2 separate regions of the Zea mays genome follow, and region 2 is linked to region 1. The links are chromatin contacts, called in public Hi-C maps. All regions are on one chromosome and are shown on one strand. Each heading gives the region's core, a stretch centred on a gene start, on an enhancer-like site or on the middle of the called end of the contact. The rest is flanking DNA. Distances are from core to core; before and after follow the strand shown.

Evidence for each region. A called contact is a pair of places that touch in the nucleus more often than the background predicts.
Region 2: a contact with region 1 is called in a Hi-C map of ear, with 2.3 times the contacts expected there. The contact joins the promoter of LOC100276261 here to the promoter of LOC103633569 in region 1. A contact is called at or near these places in 3 of 25 Hi-C or Micro-C datasets (bundle sheath, ear and tassel).

What each region holds. Positions count from the first base shown.
Region 1 is chr7:182,473,730-182,480,688 of Zm-B73-REFERENCE-NAM-5.0, forward strand. It overlaps LOC103633569, which reads left to right and starts at 2,087. Exons shown (of 11, transcript XR_004851629.1): 1 at 2,087-2,482; 2 at 2,737-2,768; 3 at 2,929-3,003; 4 at 3,386-3,575; 5 at 4,428-4,489; 6 at 4,978-5,258; 7 at 6,114-6,468; 8 at 6,552-6,959. It overlaps LOC103633568, which reads left to right. Exons shown (of 20, transcript NM_001348048.1): 17 at 110-349; 18 at 424-630; 19 at 821-1,150; 20 at 1,348-1,682. The coding sequence ends at 1,473.
Region 2 is chr7:182,797,335-182,804,295 of Zm-B73-REFERENCE-NAM-5.0, forward strand. It overlaps LOC100276261, which reads right to left and starts at 5,641. Exons shown (of 2, transcript NM_001150092.2): 1 at 5,501-5,641; 2 at 1,495-3,438. The coding sequence starts at 5,587. The coding sequence ends at 1,978.

The DNA of each region.
Region 1 (6,959 bases), core at 837-3,336:
AGTATGCATCTCGGCAGTTCATCCATTTTTTTTAAAAAAAACAATACTGTGTGGCCGTTGTTTTCTGTATTGTACTTATATATTGATACATCTGACCTTTTGTTTGCAGCATTTTATTTCACGTTTCAGTAACATTTTCATCCAAAATATTGCGGAATTGTCGAAGGAGTTAAACCTCCCGTTGGATAATTCACCATTTCCACCACCACCACCAACAAATCCAGCTGCAGAAAATATTGCTGGTATACCAAAACCTGTACAAAACAATCTTCCTGGGATCTTGGGTGATGCAAAGCTGACTGCATGGGAATTGTGGCATAAGCAGGAGTACTCATTCCTGAAAATTGCTGTAAGTTACCACAGTTTTCGTTTTCTGCTGACATGATACTCAAGTTCACAGCTTGATATGATTGTGTATTCTAGTATTTCCGCAGAGCAGTGCCAATAAAAGAGCAAACAGTTATTGCGTACATTCTTGATGCTGCTCGAGAAGGATGTGAGATGGACTGGAGTAGGTTTTGCAGGGAAGTAGGGCTGACACCTGATATAGCCACCGCAATTCGTCTTGCAATCTCAAAGGTTGGATCACGTGAGAAAATGAAGCCAATCAAAGAGGAGCTCCCAGAGAATGTACTCTCCCTCTGCCTAACCACCCCATTTCTATTTCTGATTAAACAGTGTCGCTTTTCCCTGCAAAAAAAAAACTTAGTATTGCTTCTGAAAAACATAACAGCCACTCTCATCAAGCAGCAACCCACATTTCATTTTATGTTCATCCAAAGCAGTCATGAATGCCTAATTTACTTAGGGAAAATTACAGGTAACTTATGACATGATCAAGACATTCCTGACTATTGAGGGGTGTGGATTGTCAGAGCAAGTCTTTGGTAACGGTACCGCTGACGGTGTCTCTAGTAGAATAGCAGAGTCACCAATATCTTCCTGCCATGCAAGTGAAGCAGGCGGAAATGGTGTCCCAGCAGCGGCAGAGGCCAGTGATGCAAACCCTTCAGCAAAGAGAGGTCAAACTGTTTGTGCTGAGGAGCCAGCAACAAAACTGCAAAGGACATACGAGCATGGAGCTGAGTTAACTGGCACGGCGACTGCTACTGTAGATTCTGTGCTAGATCTGGTTGCGAGCTGCAATGGGGTAAACGTACTAAACCATTTCATTTTCCCCCCAAGCTTGATCGAAAACCTCTGATGCTGAGTGACTTGGTCTAGAGATATGTGGACTCGTGTGCGTGGGGCCGAACATTTCAGTGTCCCACACTCTGACTTAAAACGTCAGGACCTGCTTCCGAAATCCATGCCGTTCCTGTTCTGACGAATGGCATATTATTTCAGGTATCGCTGGAGGATGTTGCCAAGCACTTCAAGGGATCCAAGAGAGAATCGGTCCTGGAGATATTGGAGGGCCTTGAATCTGAATTCACAATTTACAAGAAAAACGGGAACTACATGGTCCTGTGACAAACTTGCCCGCGTAGTCTGGGAAGGGGATATGCCTCAGCTGTGTGTGTATATATATATATCTATACGATGGTGGGTGACTTACTGACTTTGGACTATGGTAGCAAGGTTGTTGGCTGGTGTGCATGTGCTCATTTTGGGGATTGGGCAGAACTAGCAGATGTACGAACGTGTGTGTTTGGAGCTGGGATCCTTTCTGTCATCTCGCATATGAGTATCTTGGACTAATTGACCCCGCGTATTTTCGTTGGGTTTTGATGCGTTCACCCTACTCGTTCAACAGCTTAAGATCAGGTTTGACTCCTATTGCAATTTTCCTACGTGTCCATTTGGAGCAAATTATCAAAGGTTTTAGAACCACACAGAATTCCTATAGAATGCCTTAACAATTCGTAAGAATTTCGGAGGAAACATTCCATGGTAAAAACTTCCGCCACAGATATCAACCACCACTCTTACCATACATTTTCTTTGCTCCGATGATATTTTATGATTATTACGGTCTAGCGAAATCACGTGATGCCTTGCAAGTGGGAAACACGAGAAACCGTACTCGGCCATTGGAGAGCAGGTGAACCAGTTGTCTTAACAAAAAGGGACACGTACTCGGCTCGGGCACGCCCGCACGGCCGCACCGCACCACCAAGCGAACCCATTGGCTGTCTCTCTCACGGCTCACTTCACTGTTCACTCGGCGGCACCGCACTGCGCCAGTGCCCCGTCGCCGATCAAAGCAACCGCCTCCAACGCGGCAACGGCAACGGCAACGGCAAGCGCCGTCAGTCACTCCCGTAGTAGCCGCCCCGCAGTGAGTGTGTGAGCGAGTGAGATGATCAGCGGAGGGGCCGCGGCCGCCGGGAACCCGAGGAGTAGGAGGACGCGATGAAGGCGCAGCCGCTGCTACTGCCGGCGCTCAAGAGGCGGAGAGGCCCTCGCGTGGCGGTGCTGGCGCTCGTCCTCTGCTCCCTGCTCGTGCCCTTGGCCTTCCTCTTCGACCGCGCCCCCTCCGGTACGTCTACCCTACGCTACGCCTACCCTTCCCCGTTCGCTTCCTCTCATTGCGCATTGGGTTGGGAGCGCGGGGCCCGCCGCGCTCGGATCACCGCGTCTCCGCCGTCTGGATCTGGGGCTCTAGTTCTCTCCAGCGGTTGCCCGCCTGTCCGGTTACCGCGCGCCCGTGCTGATTAACCAGCCGCCCGCTTCTCGCCTTTTCGGGACTGGCTTCTGTTGTCTTATACTTTCTGATTGGTGTGGGCGATGCAGGATACGTGACGACGGAGGAGCGGCACCGACAGGTACCCCCGTCGCCTGTTTCGAACCCTCTATTTTTCCCTCAGCCGTTGTTTGACGCTGATTGATTTGGACGGCACCATGTGCGAGCGGGGACGACGGCTCACTGATTTCCGCTACTTTTTTTTTTGCACCCCCGTGTTTTCTTCACCGTGTTGGATTCAGGAGGTCGTTCTGCCTTTGTTGGATCACGTGGCGGAGAAGAGACGTCCGAGTGGTAGTGGCGCTGACACGCGACAGGTCTGTTGGCTGTTACTCTCGAAAGCGATTGTGTTCTTTGTAATATTGTTTTTGTTTGGATTGGAGTCTTCTTCTTCTTTTTCTTTTTTTTTTGGGGGGGGGGGGGGGGGGGGGGGGTGGCACCGAAATGTTGTCTGTTAGTTATCTCCTATTTAGCACCGATCCACACGTTTGAAACTTGTCTAACGCCTACGCGTTCTGCAATTAGAGGCAATGCTCTGTGGGTTGCCTCCTCACCTGTTAGTGATGTAGGGACAATTGTTTCGTATGTATATGTTACAAGGATTGGTTCACTTTTTTTTTCATTTCGGGTGCATCAAGTACAAGTGAATATATCGCTGAAAATTGCTTCTGCAGTCCGTGACAGTCGCATCTCTCTCAGGATGCGCTGGAGAAGAAGGTCCCCGGTAGTAGTGCAGGAGTCATTCATCAACAAACACCGGATAAGAACATCTCCAAAGTCATTCGTCAACAAACACCGGAGAAGACCATCTCCAAAGGCAGTGCAGGTGTCGTTCATCAGTATAAGCAAATTGGTAGCCACTCCACAAGTGATGGTGCTAAACCAAAAGGTATGTTGTAGCGGTACAGCACCCGCATATAGTCGTACAAAATACGGTTTTGCACTATAGACTGCACTGTTTACAGTGTGAAGTTTGAAATAGAAGATAAAATGAGGGATAGGATGTGTATGCTGCTAGAGACAACCTAATGCTAAAACATTGTTTATATTTTAAGCTATGGTAAGGTCGTTGGGGTTGTATCAGGCCTCAATTGTACCACAGTGAAAATTATATGCGGACATCGTATCAGCTAGGGACGAATGATCGAAAAGATCGGTAACAGTGTTTTCTAAACGAAAATGATTCCCTGTCAGTCAGGGACTCACCATATTTTCAATTTTTAACTATTTGGCGGTGACATCAATATGGCGCTGATTGCTGAAAGGAAATAGAAACCAAAAGTTTATTGAAAGTAGAAATAAAAAATAAAAAAAATACGGTAATGGTTAGAAACGGTCATAAACAATGTCACTTTTACGGCAAACGATCCCTAGTTTTAGCTTTGCAATATTTTTTCCTGATGTTCATGGCTCTTCAATCCTTCACCTTTTGACGTTGAATTAAATTTTATTTTTTAGTTCTCATTTTTTTTCATTTCCTTCGTCTTGGCTCCCTATCATTCACAAGATTTACTTTAGAACCTACCACCACCTATTTCTACCCAATTATCGCTTGAGTGCAGACAGACAAGCCGCTTGGTTTATGTTAACTATCATAAAGTTGTCTTTATCACTAGTGGTACTTGGTCAAAGCTATTTAGTGGTGGCTGGTCCTATTCATTTTTTTGTTTGGGCGCTGTCTGATGATTGTAGTTATTTTGCTTTTCCGTACATCTGACTCAATAATTTGTAACATACACAGTTTCCCCAGCACCAAAAGTTGAACCATCAGATGCTGTTTCAGATTCAACTAAAGTCGCAAGAGTATGGATCTTTAGCTTTCAAAGTTGTACTTTGTTGTTTCAGAGCTGCTATTTCATGTCATCTCACATTTTTCTTATTTTAAGGCATCTTTCGTTGCTGTTGTGTTGTAAGGGTCCCTTCTTTCTCTCTCTTTAATATAAAGATACACAGCTCTCCTACATGAGAAAAAAAGACACCTTTCACTACCAAACTTTTCATGTAACACAAAAGAAATACAAAGACTAAACTGGTCATATATTAATTCTGTTCAGCTTAAACGCCTAAGATCATAGGTTAAATGATACAAATTTTGAATATTTTCCCATCATCATAACTAATCCAATAATGTAAAAGCTAAGCTTGTGTCATGACATTTTTGAGTAGAATATAGTGCATCCCTGTACATTTTTCTTCAAAGCATCTACCAGTGTTCTTTCTAGTTCCACCCTTTTTTTTTGCATCAGCCTGAGTTGTGCTGATATTCGCCAAAATGCAACCTGTCGTTTCAGGATACTAGCCAAGAAGGTGAAAAGGCTGATGAAGTGGAAAAGTCAAAGTCTTGTCAACTTGAATTTGGGAGTTATTGTCTCTGGTCCATTGAGCACAAAGAAGTAATGAAAGATTATACAGTGAAAAGGCTAAAAGATCAACTCTTCGTAGCACGCTCATACTATCCAAGCATTGCAAAACTTCAAGGACAGGAAGCTCTGACTCAGGAAATGAAGCAAAACATACAAGACCATGAGAAGATTCTTAGTGTATCAACAGTTGATGCTGATCTACCATCCTCGTAAGAATAGAACTTTACTTCTTAAGATCATGGTTCCGTGTGCTGTGATGACTATGTTACTATGGACAAATTCAAATTTTTTCCTGGATACCCCTTAGCGAATATATTTATGCCTTGATGAGACAAGGAGATTTAATTCAATCTAGGGACATTATTTCCAATCACCAGTAGGGCTTAGGCTGTCTCCAGCAGCGTCCCCTAAATTCCATCCTCTAAAGGAATATTCTCTGTCCTTTACAGCACGCTCTAAAAGATTTTGTCCTCTATATCTTCTCAGTCTCCAGCAACGTCTCCTAAATTCGGTCCTCTAAAGCTACAATGTTAACAGATTTAGTTTTTCCATTCATTTAGCTTTTTTTTTGTTTTGTTTCCATTACACGCAATAAAATGGATGCGCAAAATAGTATATTTAATTAATTTACAATTACTATTTTCCGAAATAATGCGTGATTAATAATTTCAAATTTAGAGTCAAATTAGTACAAAGTGAAGTTAATCATCAGACGTAACATGCATTTGTTAACTAATTCTTATTTGAAAAAAAATCCCCTCACGCCTTAAATGTGGAAGGGTCCCCTCACGTCTTGAATGTAGAGCCACCGTCGCACCTTCTCGTCGCATGTGGAATGCCTGCCGTCGTAGCTCGCGGATGGATAGCGGACGGAGAGAGAACCTCTACGTTTAGCGGTGGAAGGACGTCCTCTATTATTTAGCGGACCGTTTACCGGTCGTTGCTGGAGGGAAAAAGAACGTCAATATCCGCTAAATCTAAGGAAGAGGACCGTTTACAGATCTTTGCTGGAGACAGTCTTAGTACGGAGATAATTTGAATGACAAGTTGTTTTGTGATTTCAGTATCAACAGAAGGATGAAGCAGATGGAGCAAACAATAGTGAGAGCCAAATCTTGCACAGTAGATTGTAGAAGTGTTGACAGGAAGCTTCGCCAGATTCTTTATATGACTGAGGATGAAGCTCATTTTCATATGCAGCAGAGTGCATTCCTCTACAATCTCGGTGCCCAGACATTGCCGAAAAGTCATCATTGCCTTTCTATGAGGTTGACACTAGAATATTTCAAATCATCTTCATTGGATTCTGATGATTCTCCTGGCAGGTTCAGTAGTCCAGAATACAGGCACTTCGTTATACTATCAAGGAACGTTCTTGCGGCTTCTGTAGCAATCAACTCAACTGTGAGCAGTTGTAAGGTATTTGGCTGATTTTTACCGTGTTAATCTATACACAATTTCTGGGCTGGGCATCCCTAGCATACTCACTGGTCTTTTTGCAGGAGCCAGGCTACTTTGCTTTTCATATCCTAACTGACGCTCAGAACTTCTATGCCATGAAACACTGGTTTGCCAGGAATTCGTATAAAAATGCAGCTATCCGTGTCATAAACTACGAAGCAATTATTTTGGAGAAACTTCCAAAGTATACTATCCGGCAGCTGTTTTTGCCAGAGGAGTTCCGTGTTCTCATTAGGAGCATTAAGCGGCCTACTGAAAACACAAGAATGAAATACCTGTCACTGTTCAGCCACTCACATTTCGTTATTCCAGAAATATTCAAGTATCTAAACAAGGTGGTCGTGTTGGATGACGATGTAGTTGTTCAACGTGATCTGTCTTTCTTGTGGAATATTGATATGGGAGACAAGGTAAATGGCGCTGTCGAACTTTGTGGTCTGAAACTGGGT
Region 2 (6,961 bases), core at 4,391-6,890, 330 kb after region 1:
TCTTGAATAGATAAAGATAATATTTAATTACATTTGTACCTTCGGCTTGACAGAAGGCAAAAATCCTAGCGTGGCGCACGAGCGAATACAAGATAGCGTGAACAGTACATGAGTACTGTTCATCTATTTATAGGCACAGGACGCAGCCTGTGAGAAATTACATTCATACCCTTTACAAATGATTACAATCATAATACAAGCTATTATGGACCGATTGGTCATTTTATCTTTAAGTCGGTACATCTGGTAGTACGCTACGAAGCTCTCTGGTTGGCAGCTTCGGCTTTGCTTCTGTGTCGATCTTCCGAAGGTGTTTATTCTTGAAAGGGAAATAGGCTCACACCTTTTCCTAAATAATCTTGGTTGTTGAATTGCCCAACACAAATAATTGGACTAACTAGTTTGCTCTAGATTATAAGTTCTACAGGTGCCAAAGGTTCAACACAAACCAATAAAAAGTCCAAGAAAGGGTTCAAATAAAAAGACAAAAGACAACCGAAGGCTGCCCTGGTCTGGCGCACCGGACTGTCCGGTGCACCAGGGAGATCAACTCCAAACTTGTTACCTTCGGGAATTTAGGAAGACACTCCGCTATAATTCACCGGACTGTCCGGTGTAGCACCGGACTGTCCGGTGTGCCAAGCGGAGCAACGGTCGAGCTCAACGGTCGGCTGACAACGCTACAGTGCGCGGACTGCGCGCGCAGAAGTCAGAGCAGGCGCAGATGGCGCACCGGTCACTAGACGAGCACGAATGCTGAGACCAAGCGACTTCTGACAGTCTTGCAGCGTCACGGTCATCTCACCACAGGGAAGGTGGAAAGTGAGTCTCTGGCTGCCACCTACACCTACGGGAACACAAACGATTAATAATTTAGAAGTATGAAAAATATGTTAAACATATGCTAGCAATGTACCAACTATATAATCACTAACTATATGGTTAGCTAAACAATATGCTAACTATATACTCTAACTTTCCTCCATATACTAAACAATGTGCTAAACAATATGCTAAACATACGCTAGCAACACAGAAATACTAACCATATGCTAAACAATGTACTAACTATATTGGACAGGACACGGGAGGTGGAGCATGTACCGTAGGGGCGCGGCGACGACGTCCACCAGTGTCGTGTGGCCATGACGGAGGACGGACGACGCCCGAGGAGGCCCTTGATGCGGCGGAGGACAGGTGGCCAGTCCTCCGTCGTTACATGAGTTACCTCGTCATTACATGAGGACGTCCGAGGCCCTTGACGCCCGAGGAGCCATAGTCTATGATGCTAAGTGCATCAGTTACCTCGTCGCCATAGTTTATGATGTCGAGCTGTAACCAGTTACCTCGTCGTCATAGTCTATGACGTCGAGTTGTTTTATCTCGAAGGCATGACCTATGGCTGAGCAAAAGATCAAAAACAACAATAAGTTGTGTAGAGGTCTAAATGTGATTTTTTTTTAAATAAAAGTAAGTTGCAAAAAATTCAGGACCAGCGTAACACAATGACTCGAGGGAAGCGAAGGGAAGCTATTGACAGTTATTCTTGTACAACCAAGCACGCACGCGCTGGAAACCTGATCACCTCCAACCCAACATGTTGGGGGCACGCTCTACATGGAAACAACACACTGTTTGAGGATGCACTCTTCCAATGGTTACAGTTACAGTAACGGTGTCCGCTGCCTTGTACAGCAGCAGCACCTATGTTGCCAATCATATTGTACAGAACATATATGGCATGTTTGGTTTATGACTAAATATGCCACACTTTGCCTAATGTTAGTCGTTCGAATTGAATAACTAACCTTAGTCAGAAAAGTTAGGCAAAGTGTGGCAACTGAGGTAGTGAACCAAACAGGCCAATCTCTCTCTCGCGCTCTCTCTCTCATTTCCCCCCTTGAAGTTGAAATACAATCGTCTCTGAATAGTAATGCCACACAGGTTTCAGCAACGCTCTGCTCTGTAGTGTAGTAATCACGTCGTCTCCTGAAAAGACTGCGAGCGCGACAGAGCCGCCGGGTTGGCCTGCAGGGCGCGAGCGGCGCCGGACGCTTGCAGCTCCTGCTGCCGTCCATGCTTCGACTGGAACGGCCTGAACATGCCCCGGTCGCCAGGCTCGATCCCGAGCGTCGTCCAGATCGAGCTCTTGGCGGCCTCGACAGGGTCGTCGATCCGGAGCGTCTTGGGGATCCACAGGCACCGTCGTTCCGCCTTCTCGTCGCCCTGCGGCCTCGACTCCCTCGAGTGCTTTCCCAGGACGGGGGAGCCGGAGCCGCAGCCGCTGTCGGAGCACGTGCTGCTGCCGCTGCTCCGAGATGACCCCGGCGGCACGCTAGCGCTAGGCCCGAGCCACGGCGCGCTCCATGCTGCGTTGGGCCAGGGAGTGATCAGTGGCCAGACGGAAGGCGGCGGGATTACCGGGACTGGGATCGGGCCGCAGAATCCCGGTGGCAGCACGGGCACGATCGCTGGTGGCACGTTCCACTGGACGGTGCTGCTCGCGGTGCCGTGTTCTGATGAAATCGCTGCTTCGGCTGTCGCTGGGGCTGCGCACACCGCCGCTGCCATGGCGGGAATGCCGTTCCATGCTGGACTCCAGGGGTACACGAAAGGCGGTCCGGGGAAGAACGGTATAGGATGCACTGGAGTGACTCCGTTGCTGTGCCCAATGATTCCGTTTTGGTTTTGGTTTTGGTTTTGGTGTGCGCTCTCTGCTCCTTTCTGCAATCCATTCCCTGGACCATCTGATGGTGTTGTAGCAGCAGAAGAAGGTGCGCACGTCTGGGTCTGGGTTTCTCCGTTCCTGGGCTGTGCTGCTGCTGAGGCAGGGCTGCAGCTCTTAACCTGCTCTCCTCCTCCTCCGATCTTCAGCACGGAGGCCATGGAGGTGCAGAGGGGGGAATCAGGCCCGAAGCTAACTGCTGCTTGGTTTGCTTTTACGGACAACGGAAACAGGGAAGCCTCTCCGCCAGGATTAGCTACACTACTGCTGCCTGGAACGGGAATCAACACGCTGCGGCAACTCGCGCTGGAGCTCTTGCTCTTGCGCCTCCCAGCACCAACGGGGATGTTTCTCATGCTTCCGCCTGCGGTCCAGTACCTCTGACAGCTCTTGCAGAAATGCCTTGGCTGCTTGATGTTGTAGTTGTTGTAGTAGCAGAACTTCGTGTCCATGCTGTTGCAGCGAGGGCACGGCAGGATCTTGTCTGGCTTCTTCAGGACCTTCTCTCCGCTCGGCACATCGCCGCCCTGATCAGTCTTGGCCATCTCCAAATTGGACTCTGGTTCCGATATTTCGTCGTTGCTGGGTGTATGATTCTCACACTCACTGGAATTGTTAAGGCTACAACTATTTGTCTGACCAACATCTGATTCCCGATGTGTGCATGGCTTTTCGCCGGTGACACTCATGTCCCCTCTATCTTCACATAAATCCTGACAAATACACGAAGACTAAGTAAAATAGATGTATTGAGATAGAAGGAAATATGATTGTAAGATGATGTAAAATATGTCTATTACATTTACTGGCAAATAACAGAACTTTAGAAATCCTAGCAAATAACAGAACTTTAGAAATCCAAGGAGCCAAGCAAGTACATGATGCTTATATAGTTATATGCTTATATCTAAGACATTTACTCCGTGTTTGCTTAGAAGACACATAATTATATATCCTCTTCACTAATAACTACAGTCAGTGATTATCTTTCATTCCCTCCTTACACAAGCTAAAAATCTTGGCAGCTATAGCAAACCTTGACATCTTATTTGTAAAAGAGGAACGCCTTAATCAGCATGTTTTCACAGAACTAGTTTGCCAAGGTCAAAGCAGATATACTTCAGTGGTACATCATATTCCATCAAGATATGAGCGATGATGGTGTTACTGTACTTATTGCAGTGAACTAATCTCTCCGGTATGTTATCATTGAGACTATGGGGGTGTTTGGTTTATAGGGACTAATTTTTAGTCCCTCTATTTCATTCTATTTTAGTCCCTAAATTACTAAATATGGAAGTTAAAGCTCTATTTTAGTTTCCCTATTTAACAATTTGAGAACTAAAATGGAATAAAGTGGAGGGACTAAAGTTTAATCCCTACAAACCAAACACCCCCTATATATCTAGCAGCTTACTCGTCCTCATATCTCATTTTAAACTTCACTCTATAAACAATGTAGTCTATAGTGTAAAACATTGTTTTGCATAGCCATATGCACGATGTAATAACCTTCTACTTGGTTACACTGTACTTTTTACATTTAGTACTTTGAGTGTTACATCTTATGGTTGTTATTCCTTTGTCATAGGACCATTAACTCTAGTAGCCGCATAGCGGGTAGGCCCGTTTTGTTTCAGTATTTTGGGAAATTCGACCTCAATCAAATCCATGCTCAGGAACAACTGTATCCAAGGTACCATAACTGCATGTGGATCCAAACCAAGATTTCATAGTACCTTTAGGATTTGTTTGGGCACTCTAGTATTCACCCCAATCCACATGTACTGAGGTGGTCTCAAATTTTTTGGCTCCGCGAATCATAGCATCAAGGTTAAAAAGCTTATAGAGGATCCCCATCAACCTATCCAAAACTGGCTACCAACACCCAAATCAAGAAACTACAAAATAAAAACTTGCAACAGAAAAGCAATTTTGCAATTCTGCATCACAAGGCTAAACTTGACAAGGGATAGAATAGAGCCCTACGTACCCAAGCTGTTTAGAAACACTACTTCCACAGAACCGGACGGGTAGCCACATCAAGAAATGGCTTTAATGAGTACTCAAGCGGGGAAAGGGAATTCGCCTATCCACTACGTGTAGCTGATCTTCTCTCTGCATATCCTCACAAAAACCGAAGCATCGGTTGTTCAGAGACAAATTGAACCCTCGTAAGTCATACGGCTACTAGTTGTTGCAAAACGCAGCCCCAAGGTCAGCCTTTTGCAATTGAACCAACCAGCTTAACGGAAAAGTAGGTTGCCATGATGTGTAGCTAACCTAACCTACCCTCCATAGTCCATAGAATAAGAAACAACAATCTGCAGCTAGAGGGACAATCGGACCATATCTTGCACTTGCAGTACTACTAAGACTATCTGCAAAGTTTCTAACGAGCACAGGGGCGGCAGCCACCAGCCAGAGCAGTTGCAAGTATTGGAAAAGGGGAAAAGATATGCTTGGATCATGAAAGTCGCAACTTTTTTTCTCGAATCAAATAGTCAAAAGGAACAATAAAGGACATGATGAAGAACAACTGATGGGGAGGACTGAAGACAGCAGCACCGTTTTTTTTTTTTTGGGGGGGAGGGGGGGGTGTCCGGGAACTCCTCCCAGAATCTGAGTTAGAGGCGTACGAGCTGGCTGCAACGTCGGTGAGGGACAGGTCGATTGGCGGCGGCGGGTTAAAAGACGAGGTTCCGGACGTCGAGGAAGCAGAGGGGAGGGGCAAGAACAGGTTTTGACGAGAAAGAGAAGAGGGTGCGAGCTCACCTCTTCCGGCGGCTGCGGAGGTGGGCGGGGCGGCGCCACGTGGGATTCCGGCGGCGGGTGAGGGGAGGCTGCTCCGGCGAGCTCCATACCATACGGGCAAGATCTGACAAGTGGAGTTGGCGACGCCTGAAAGGGGAAAAAGATTTGCCCAATTTGTTGCACGCGTCCGTGCAATCACACCCATCTACTATTCCACTAATTGCATACTCGTCCTATGTATGTAGTGTACCTTGCTTAGCTGCAAAAATCAACGGCTGTGATGCATGGCCATCCCAACGTTCAGTGCTGGTGCGCACACTGCAAACAAACTAGGAGAGCTGTGGATCTGTTAGAGATATGGAACAACCAAGGGGTGTTTTTAACAAACGAGGCGCCAGTGGTTTACATACTTTACTTTACGGGGGCTCGGCTCGGCTCGGCCGGTTCCCCGCGACCGGCCCGAGGGCAATCCTGGGCCACGAGTTCGCCCGGCGTGGGGCCCGCGCGCGCCAAATCACCCTGTGGTGGCACGCAGCATCCCGGGCTGGAGAAATTAGCATCCACGGGAAAGCGCGTGTCCATGTCAGGTGGGGCCGGTAGCGCTGGTGTCCCGCATGTCGGTGAGCAGGAGGTGCATTGATGCCCCTGTGGAGGTGGACAGGTCTGGGCTAGAAAAGTAATGGAGGCCGGCAAAAGGAGCTTTCCGCTTTTATTAGTGCTTTTCGTTATGGGCCTACACATGGGCCACTCTTGCCCTCATCCTCTCCCTCTCTTTTTGGAATTTATTTCTTTACTCTCTCCGTCTCTCTCTTACTCACTCTATGATGGTCTTTTTGGAATGAATTATTAGTTATATCATCTAATATATGACATGCCATGGGAAGCCTCACCTACTAATAAGAGAAACAGATAAAAACAAAGACATATATGGCATGTACCACCCTGAAACTAGGGTTCGATTTTCTAAGCATACAAGAGAGAGCTATAATTCTAAGTCTCTAGATCATAAATACAATTAAGAGACAATAAATATAAAGAATCGTATGGAGACACACTCTTCACGAAGAATCCGTCTATTTGTATTTTATTCCAACAAACCCCTAGAGAACCCACACTAACTAGGGTCAACCCTATTTAATGTAGGTCTCTTGAGGGGGCTAAAAAAATAGTATAAGAGACGATCTTTCACGGAGAACCAGTCTCTACACAACTCTCTACGTATATTGTCTCTTAACTATATTTATGACTATAAGCTCATAATTGTATCATACAATCTTTTAGCTATCTTTTATACATGAAAAACGATCTAGCAGCCTTAGAGCATATACAAGAGGTCTCTTAAAATGTCTCCTAACTTAGAGTTAAAGACAAATAGGAAAAATCAAGCCTCCAACAGAGCTCTTAAACCTTTCCCAACTTTTTCATAGCCCCAGAAATTTTCCATTTTGTAGTTACAAAAAGGGGACGTTTTGGTTCCCAAAC